Linked DNA regions of Sus scrofa: all the other regions are linked to region 1. The links are chromatin contacts, called in public Hi-C maps. All regions are on one chromosome and are shown on one strand. The core of a region is the stretch at or near the end of the contact, and the rest is flanking DNA. Distances in the headings are between cores, read along the strand shown. Region 1 overlaps LOC110260285 (a long non-coding RNA gene). Region 2 holds the start of LOC100738003 (25-hydroxycholesterol 7-alpha-hydroxylase-like). Region 3 overlaps LOC110260285 (a long non-coding RNA gene).

Region 1 (3,306 bases), core at 372-2,871:
CTAAAAAAACAAAAACAAAAACAAAAACAAATTTACCTGTTTCATGATGGGGATTTTCAATGTGCACATTCTTGTCTTCCTTTAGTTCAGGAAACTCTCGGTATTACGCCATAATTACTGAGATTTAGTTCATAATTTTTCTTTAGAAACCTTGTTTGTGTATTGAATCTCCAGGCTATATCTTTAAAAACTGTCCCATTATTTTTTTGGGGGGGAGGGACTTTTTCTCTGAGTTCTGAGAAAGCATTTCAAGTTTATCCTCCAGATTCCCCTGCTCTATTATCTACATTGGCAATTCTGCTTTTTATTGATCCCAGTGATGATTCTGCATTTCTTCAACTTAATCATTACTTTAAAAAGTAATTTTTACAATGTGTATGTAAATTTAGGAGTATGTTATAGTTTATATACATATAATGTATATATTATAATATATACATATAGTTTATATGCATTATATGTATATATTTTAAAGTAATTTTTTAATTTTCCAAGCTCTGATTAACCTATGTAAATTTAGGAGTATGTTATAGTTTATATACATATAATGTATATGTTATAATATATACATATAGTTTATATACATTATATGTATATATTTTAAAGTAATTTTTTAATTTTCCAAGCTCTGATTAACCTCAGCCTGCAGCTCATTAACTGGTTTCCTTTCAAACTCATTAGACTTCTCAGGTCTATTTTTATTTATTTGTTGTTAGATAATTTATTGCAGTACAGAGAGGGGTTAAGAAAATGGATACAGTGAACACAGCTAAATTAATGCGAGTGACAGAAGGAGCTATTTAGAGTTAAATGTTACTGTGACAGTTCAGTCTTTACAAGACAACTGAAGAATCTCTTGTATTCTGTCTGGTTAAGGATAAAGTTAATTGAAGAAGAAAGAAGAGAAAAATGTCATTAGAGGCTCTTAAAGAACTATACAAGGACACAGAACCAGGAAGTAAAAACCTAGATCATGCTTTGGCGATGGAAATTAATGTGGAACCCCGATATCTCCTAAGTAACTTAGAAAATCTCTACAGAGATGGACACCTAAAGTTAGTCTGATGGGATCAACATGCAGATAGAACTTGGAAAGTAATGTAAATATAACATCATTTGTGTCATAGATTGGCAGGACCTGTGGGAGAGGGGTTATACCACTAATTACAACATTACAACACATGCTATTATTAAATTATCTGAAACGATCTTACTGCGATGCTTCAGCAATCATAACACCAAAATTCCCAGCCTCCCTCTCTCCCCATGGAGATCTGCTGGGCTCAGAATGGCCTTTAGTCACTGTGATTTGAACTGTAGTCTCCTACATGGCCACTAGTCCCAAAGCTGGGTGGTTTCCCAAGTTTCAAAAATATCCATTTTCAGTTCATTGCCCTTTCTGTGCTTGTTGCTCTTCTATGGGGGAAACTGGACAAACCTGTAAAATAAACTACAAGTTTCTTGCCCTTCTCCCTTTGCTCATTGCCACCATTTGTGTTCTTCTTGGAGTAAATACTTTTGAATCTGAGCTGGGAGTTAACAACTGGGAAACACTCACAGCCTTTGAAAGGTATCGGCTCTCTCCTTTTCCATCACATTCTTCTCCTATTTAGACTCTTCTGATACTAGGAAGCAAGGAAATGAATCACTTCCCCAGAACCTTCACAGCTACAGTGCCCCCTTGTGCAACCTGATAAGGGCCAGGCTGGCGGAGATCCAAGAGAAAGAAAAAAAGGCTAAAATAGGATTATTTTAGGGTTTCATTTCCAAATATATCGAGGAGCCAAAATGCATTTTCACACACGGCAGTTTTTTCAGTTTTTTTTTTTCCTTTCATTGCCTATACAAAGGAAAACACTGTGTTTTCAAAAAGGGGAAATCCACCTCTGAAATTATGGAACACTGACACAGCATCATTCATCTTGGCAAAAGCTGACTGAGCAGATGATGTAGATCCACTTAACTTGGACTCAATCAAAGGTTTTGCTATTTTCATTTCACAGGCCAGATGTAGCTCATCATCGGTTGGAATCAATTCCAGAAGAGGTGTTAAGAGTCTGTTGGTCCAAGAGAAAGTCTGATCCAGGCACCAAAAAGAGCCATGAGGAAAATGGATACTATCTCCACTGATCTCCCAACAATTTAGTTAGTCCAACATCAAGTTCAGATTAAGCAGGGGGGGTAATCTAGAAGTGATGCTATCTTAGTTCATTTATAAATTATTAAATCCTCAGTCATTGTGAAATAATCTCCCACATCCTATCTCTGTGAAGACACTGTCATATCTGAATGGCTAGAAAAACTAAATAATCAGTACACACACTCTTGGTTTCCTATAAATAAGAAAAGCTAGAAACCAATACCTTGCCGGGAATATGCTTAATTGGGCTACTTGAGTCAGCTGTGTTAACTTGATCGTGACCACCAAATGCTTTATAATTTGTTACCACAGCTCCTACACTTCAAATGAAAACAAATGCTCAATTTATTGGATAGAATACAATGAATCAATATTACCTGTCTGAAAGAGAAAGTTTAAAAAGAAGTTTAGAACCTTTTTTTTTTTTTCATGCATATTCCGGTTCAACTGTCATCTTTTTGTTGAAGCTTTTCCAGTAATATTTAATCTTTTACATGTTTTCTTGTTATCAATTAGTGGCCTTTATTTTCAGCTTAGGGACTTTATTATGTTAACTACCTTTAACATTTTTGTAAGGCTGTTTTAGTGGTGATAAACTCCTTTAGCTTTTGCCTGTCTGGAAAACTCTTTGTTTCTCCTTCAATTCTGATTGATAACTTTGCCAGGTAGATTATTCTAAGTTAAAGTTCAAGATATCCCATTATGTAACTGTAAAAATTTCCCATTGGTAACATCATACTCAGTGGTGAAAAACTGAAAGCTTTTCCTCCAAAATCAGAAACAAAGCAAGGATGCTCACTCTTGCCACTTATATTCACCTCAGCACTGGAAGTTTTAGCCAGAGTTATTAGTAAAGAAACGTAAGTAAAAGGCATTCAAACTGGAAAGAAAGAAGTAAAATTACCTGTGTGCTGATGACATAAATTTATACATATAAAATCCTCAAGATTCCATCCATAAAACTAATGGAACTAATAAATGAATACACTAAAATTGCAGGAAATGAAATCAAAATACAAAAATCAGTTCCATTTCTATACATTAACAATTAACTCTCCAAAAAAGAAATTAAGAAATAAATCCAATTTAAAATAGCATCAAAAAGAACAAAATACTTAAGAGTAAATTTAACTAAGGAGATAAAAGGCTTATCTTGAAAACTACAA
Region 2 (3,252 bases), core at 102-2,601, 110 kb after region 1:
AAATCAACACAGCAGTAATCCAGTGTTGGAGCACCAACTAAGAGCCAGGCACAGGTGAAGCACTTCCAACTACATTATCTCAAGTCCAGGGTGGTGGACCAGATCACAGACGGCAAAGTAGGTGCAGACAAGGTCGTCTAAGAGATGGTTCTTACCTAAAGCAGGCAAGACAGACATAGACAGAAATAACTCAGATATAGAGGGACAAAGAATGGAATGATAAATAGAGACAGTATAAAAGTATGGAGATGGGAGAGATTCATTAAAAAATGAGTTAGGAATAATTTCTAGAAGGAAGTGGGATTTGAGCTGGGCCTTGAGAGGTACGTAGAATTTTTGTATTTAGAGGAGAGAGGAAATATTTTTCAGAGGGAATATCAAAAGCAAAGGTGTAAAAGGGCTGATGGCAAGGCACCAGCGACTCAGACTTCCATGAACATGCAACTGTACTAGGCACGCACGAGACAAACTGTGGAGGGCTTCTCACTGCAGGTCGAAGATTTATGACTTTATCAAAAAGGCAACCATCAAGAGTTCTGAACAGGGTCAAAGCTGGACAGGTCAGTGTTGTAGGGAATGGCAATGGGGAGGCTGGGCTGGAAAACTCAAAGGTCAGGGGAACGGAGCTTCTGAAGCTGCTCTAAAAGTCCAGAGACCTGCTCAAATAAAATCTTAACAGAGAGGAAAGAACTCAGTGGTACTGGAACAGCCCTGATTAGAACGGTTGTTACTTATCAATTGAGTGACTAGCGTAAGTTGTTAACCAGCGCTTCATTATCTGTTCTCTAAAACGTGGCTAAAAATTCCATTCCAAGTTTGGTGGGGAGCATAAACGACACACGTGTGAAGTCCCTGGTGGTGAATGACCGTGACTCAGGAAAAGAAATTCTCAAAGTTTCTCCCTTATGCTTTCAAAAGTCCACCTGCGGGCCTTGGACGACTTGTGTTTAGTACCTTAGCGTCTGTTTCGGTATAGCTCCTTTCCTCTTTGTCCTCCTGGACGGTGCGCCCCATCAGGACCGGGGCTGGAGCCCGACCCTGGGCCACGTACTCCGGGCCTCAAAGACAGTTCTGGGCGCACACGAGGCGCGGGAGCCGCGCGGCGAGTGGAGGGCAGCGAAGCCCCGGGGTCAGAGGGTGCCTACGGGATCCCTGGGGCCGGATCCCATCCCACCCCGCTCCCGGTTCCTTAGCCTCCCGAGGCGCGCGGGCTAAAGAGATGACGAACCCGAGCGACTCACTTTCGACTCAGAACTGAAATCCCCTTCCCTCAGGCCTTCGGAGGCTGGTGCTCAGGAAGTCCTAGCCCCTTCCCCCTCTTCTTTGGCCCTTCTTCCTGCCCCGGGGGGCCGGCGCGCCGTTTTCCAGAAGCTGCTGGCGGGAGGCGGCAGTCGAGCGGGGCGGTGCGTGTGGGAGGGGGGTGTGCAGGGGGAGGGGAGTCCGGGAACTTTGAGACTCGGCCCGGGGGCCCTCGGTGACATTCCAGGCGAAGCCGCGGCCAGGCCAGCCTCCCGGGCTCGGACCCTGACCTTCCGCCGGCTGCAGAGTCTCCGGCCACGCCGCCCCGGGAGGGAGAGAGAGAGAGAGAGAGAGACCCCCGCTGTCCCCGCAGCCGCGCGCCATCCAGACGGCGGAAGACGCGTCGGCGGGCATGGGCCGCTTCTCGCCGGAGCCGTGGCTGCCGCAGCTACTCAGCCCCCGGGGCCTGGCTCTCGCCGCGGCCCTGTTGCTGCTGGTCTTATTCCTGCGCACCCGGCGCACCAGGTAAGCGCCCGGGCCACGCATGCGTCGTGGGCCTCGCCACCGCGCGCGACCGAGATGGTCCCGCCGGTCCCCTCCAGGCCTCCCGGCGCGGCGAGGCACAACTTGCAGGGGGTGCCTACATCTTTGGGGGTCGTGTGCAAAGACAAAGGCTTCCTGGGCCTTTTGCCCGGGCGTCGGAGTTCGTGTGCAAACGATGTGCCGCTCCAGTGTAGGTTGTAGGCAGCCCCAGGTTTGCATTTTACAATGTGCATCAGGCTTGGCTTCCAGACACATTTTGGTGCCTAGTTACAGTGACTTGATGCTTAATGGCCTTGCATTCATAGAGGGGGGTTTTCTTCCATTACATTCCGTTATAAGTGAAGTGTTTTAGGAAAATGCCGATGTATGGTCTGAATGATACCGCTGGGTGCCTCTCTCTGTGCCTCAGTTTACCCCTGGCCCACGTTTGGCAGATAAAATAATAGTATCTCATGGGATTTTTGTGAGTACTGAACGAGCTTAGAGTATGTGTTTGATACATTTATTTTTCTTAGAACAAAAGAAAACAGTAACAGAACTACTAGGTGTGTCACACTTGATGGTCTCATTGAGAGTATGGAAGTAGAGGCCACTCCCTTGCCTTCTGAGATGGCCCACTCTGTTTATCTCTCTCAATAAATCTCTCTCCAAAAAAGGTTAAAAAAAAAAAAAAAGGAAATGTGGAAGTAGAAGAAACAAGACAAGTTCAACCTAAAAGCACTCATTTTGAAATCACTCTGTTTCTTTTCTTACCTGGTGCCTTTTTCATACTACCAGGTTTCTCATAGCATGTTAACCCCCTTGTTTTTTATTTTTGTCTGATCATCTAGGTGGAGGCTGGTGTCATTTCCTGAGGTAGGGCAGGTTTAGCGGAATGGAGGGGACCAGCAATTTTGTTTGGGGCCGTTAGATAGTGAAGGCTGTGTTTCTGGTGCTCAGTGGCGAGGTCCAGGGAGAATATTTAATTATGAATGTCACAAATATGAAATGAGTGTAGGTTGGTCACCTGGTGAGAGAGTCTGATGGAGAAGCAGGGAGTCTAGGCCACGCTCCTTATTGCAGGGTCTGGCGGAGGAAGAGGGGCCACAGTGGAGTCCCAGTAGCATGGGAGGAAAATCCAGTGACTGTGGGGTTCTGGAAGCTCCGCAGGGATATATTTAAGCAGTAGAGGGGGAGTTATCCGTGTCAAATGTCTCTGAGCAGTCAAGTTTGTGAGGGCAAAGGACACCGGTGTTGACAAGATGCAGAACTGATAAGAGCTAAACTGAGAGTTAACCAGAATGCTAGCCTGTTTGAAGTGGGTTGAAATGCTGTCTGTCCTCCAATAAACTTCTAAAATTTTATATGCAGATGAGAGTGCAATTTAGTATTATGTTTCATATCTCTTGAGCCAGTAATTCCAGTAATCTTATTTAAAAGAACTTCTCCTGGTGAGATTATCATGAACATTCTTTAAGATTTAACCACAGC
Region 3 (3,211 bases), core at 62-2,561, 120 kb before region 1:
AATGTATTAATTCCAGTACCTGATATTTAAGCCTATAGAGGGATTCATACTTTTCAAAGTCCTTTCACAGATTTGGTCCTCACAGGGAGCCCATGAAATGAAAACACATGCCATTACCTATTTTACACATACAGAAAGTAAGTGCTTTACCCAAGGTTAAGTGATAGAATTAGGACCAATATCCAAGTCTTTTCATTTTGAGGCCAAAATAAGGCCACTCCTTTTCCTGTTGTACGTTGAAGCATTTTCCTAACAGCTTGGGGTTTGGATGGCTCCAGTTACACGCACCCTGCACGAGTGTGTGTGTGTGTGTGTGTGTGTGTGTCTGAGAGAGAGAGGAAGAGAAGCAGAGAGAGAGAAAAGGAGAGAGAGGTGACACAGCAAGTTTATGATATGGCTTGCAGCAATGAAATAAAATAAACAATAGTTCCAACTTAGCAAACACTGAAAACAAAAAAAAAAAATCAAATAAAAGTGAACAATGGATTTTGGTCAGTTTCCTGGGCTTTTGAGCAGCAATAAGATTTTATTGCCACACCACAGCCAAAAGTTAGTAAAGGATGAAATCACGAGCCTCTATTTCAGAGCCATCAGAGCACTAGGAATGCTGGCGAAGTTTTATAGTGCTTATATTTGCCAGGAATGGTTCCTATATCATCTCATCTAATCCTGAGGTGGGTTTCTTATTATTACCCCCTTTTCAGGTGGAGACACTGAAACGCAGGGAATTTAGGTAACACGCATGAGGTCACACCAGTTCCTGAGTGGCAGGTGAAGGGGGCGCTCTGTTCTTTGTCATCCTGCCCTCTCCCCCCATCAAATATGCATTAACAAGTCTGGCTGCTTTACAAAATATGATTTCTGCATTGCCACCTAGTCATCTTAATTTTTGCATTGGATATGCATTTGCAGCACTATTTTTTGACAGAAACGGCCACGTTTGTTGCGGCTGCATGTCAGTCATAGCATGCTTTTGGGGCTTAGGACTTGCCAGGTATATGTGAGCTGTTTTCCCCTTCATGGCAGTTAATCCTCACTTGGGAGACTGGAATTGTCTTGCTCATGAGCCGAGAGAGAATATGAGGCTGGGAGAAAGTAAGCAAGCTGTCCAAGGCCAAGGCCAAGTAGAGAGGCTGCAGTCCAATCCCAGCCTGATTCCATGCCAGAACAGCCTCTCCTCGAACCTGAACGAGAGGCCATGGCTGGGGGCACGGCGTGGAGCTTCTGACCCTCCCCTCACTAGAAGTGCCATAATCAGAACTGGAAATGAGAACCCTCAGTGCTTCAGACACACAGCGTTATCTTCCTCCCACGTGGGGGCGGAGCAGGCTTCCTTTATCTGAGTTCACGCCATCAGCACTAAGTCATCAAACCCAGTTCCCCCTTCCTTCTCCTGGGCCTTAGCAGTACTTTTTACGTTATGAGACCACGTTTTCATTCTTAATCAAGTGCACCACATTATTTCTGATGATCTTCTTTCTTTGGGGGGAATGTAAGCAGTATTTGGTGCCTCGGTTTTCTGTGCCTCTCTATACATGGTTTTTGCTCCAAAACCACAGAGCAGTATGATGTTACAAAGGTCAGGATCATCTGTTTACCTAGGAAGGGCAAATCCCAAAATTATTCCTCTCTGTGCTGGGTAGAAAAATAATATTCTTTGGGGAGAATGCTGATATTTTAAAAATCTGCGTGATTGGGTAACCATCTATCTGAGGCTGATGTTCAGGGACCAGGAATTATTTTTGATAGGCATGACTGCTTTTTCTTGTTTGTGTCTTTAAAGATCATTTGCAAAATATCTCAAGTGCAGTGAGCATATCAAATATATACATTTCCTGCACATACGCAAACCTTCATAGTATTATGGGCACACATTTCCTGATGCCCCAAAGTAAAAAAAAAAAAAAGTTACCTCTCCTCTGAAAACACATTTGTGTTGGATTACACCCTAAATTTCTTCCTCTTAAAAATACTTGGTAGTGACTATATGCTAATATAATAGTTGTTTTTCAGTTGTAGAAAATGTAAACAAAGCAGCACCATGATGGAAGGTAATGGGTTAAATGAGGTTAAAAACAAAAAACAAAAACAATGAAGTTGGTCTGTTTAAACATTGTTGTCTTCTATTCAAATATCCACTGGGAAGGTCCTTAATGGGTCAGCCAACATGTGGCATAATTTTGGACTTGTGTTTGGGAAGAGACATGGACTCTGTTACTCTTTGAAGAGCATGGATGTGTAAGCAGCTCGTTAGTGTGTATGCCTTCCCAGTGGGATGCCGCACAGTCATTTTCTTCACAGCTATTCTGTGGTAGCTTATCCTGCACCCCCAACAGAGGCTGATACTTCTGGAAGCATCAGACCCCTGAGAAATGGTGTGTAAGAGACTTTGGACTTAGCATTTCGTGGAAAGAGAAATCCCATGACTTCTGCACCTAAACCATAAGGGACTGTGTGACCATGTTGGCAGGCACCGGGTCACTTGGCTTTCATATCTGAGCAAAGATACTGGATTTTGGTAACAACCACCATTGGGTTATGCAAGGGAACACAATTTGGCCCCTACATATCCCCATGTTTATAAACAGAGAGCCTGTTCCCAGAATAAAGCTAGCACCAGAGATAAGAGCAAAAGAATATGAGCTGAGTGGGGTGGGAGGAAAGAGCCTAAGGATGAGAGTCCACTCTGGATCTCATTCTCCCTTCATGGCCCAACAAATATTTGTTTGCCAAACTTTTGTTTGCTTTTCCATGGCAGCCGCCGTCCTCCCCTTGGAAATCCCAAACCACTACCCGCAACCACCTCTTTTGTCTTTAGCTTAAGATGGTATTTAAGGTGAATTTTTCAGCCATTGGGGGAGTTACTCAGTATCCCTGGGCCTCTTCCATACATACACGCTATTAAACTTTCGTTCGATTTTCTCTCATTCAATTTTCTCTTGTTCATCTGTCTCTTGTCAATCTAATTCCTAGACCAGCCAGAAGAACCTAGAAGGGTAGAAGAAAATTTCTTCCTCTCTGTCAGCTAACATGGTAGTTATTCTAGATGGATGACCCTTATAAGATTTCAAGGTTATGGGTCACTGGAAACCTTCCCTTGGTTTCTGCATGCAGCTGCTCACTAGCGAGGGCTTTCCTCGTCGCCGGGGGTCTCTTGGTGGCAAAGTCCAAGCACTGTTCTGCTCACTTCCTGTGTGTGTGTGTGTGTGTG

The links. A called contact is a pair of places that touch in the nucleus more often than the background predicts.
Region 2: a contact with region 1 is called in a Hi-C map of liver, with 3 times the contacts expected there. A contact is called at or near these places in 1 of 5 promoter capture datasets (liver), 2 of 47 Hi-C or Micro-C datasets (fetal skeletal muscle and liver) and 1 of 2 datasets of targeted methods (skeletal muscle).
Region 3: a contact with region 1 is called in a Hi-C map of liver, with 7 times the contacts expected there. A contact is called at or near these places in 3 of 47 Hi-C or Micro-C datasets (heart right ventricle and liver).

Annotation. Positions count from the first base shown.
Region 1 is chr4:69,499,805-69,503,110 of Sscrofa11.1, forward strand. The region is part of intron 4 of LOC110260285 (a long non-coding RNA gene); the gene reads left to right. All of the region lies in intron 3 of LOC102167557 (a long non-coding RNA gene), which reads right to left. Among named protein-coding and RNA genes, the nearest start is that of BHLHE22, 300 kb to the right of the region's middle.
Region 2 is chr4:69,614,602-69,617,853 of Sscrofa11.1, forward strand. LOC100738003 (25-hydroxycholesterol 7-alpha-hydroxylase-like) reads left to right here and starts at 1,352. Exons shown (of 6, transcript XM_021089296.1): 1 at 1,352-1,764. The coding sequence starts at 1,652. It overlaps LOC102167557 (a long non-coding RNA gene), which reads right to left and starts at 1,375. Exons shown (of 7, transcript XR_002343278.1): 1 at 1,242-1,375.
Region 3 is chr4:69,384,145-69,387,355 of Sscrofa11.1, forward strand. The region is part of intron 3 of LOC110260285 (a long non-coding RNA gene); the gene reads left to right. All of the region lies in intron 4 of LOC102167557 (a long non-coding RNA gene), which reads right to left. Among named protein-coding and RNA genes, the nearest start is that of ARMC1, 400 kb to the left of the region's middle.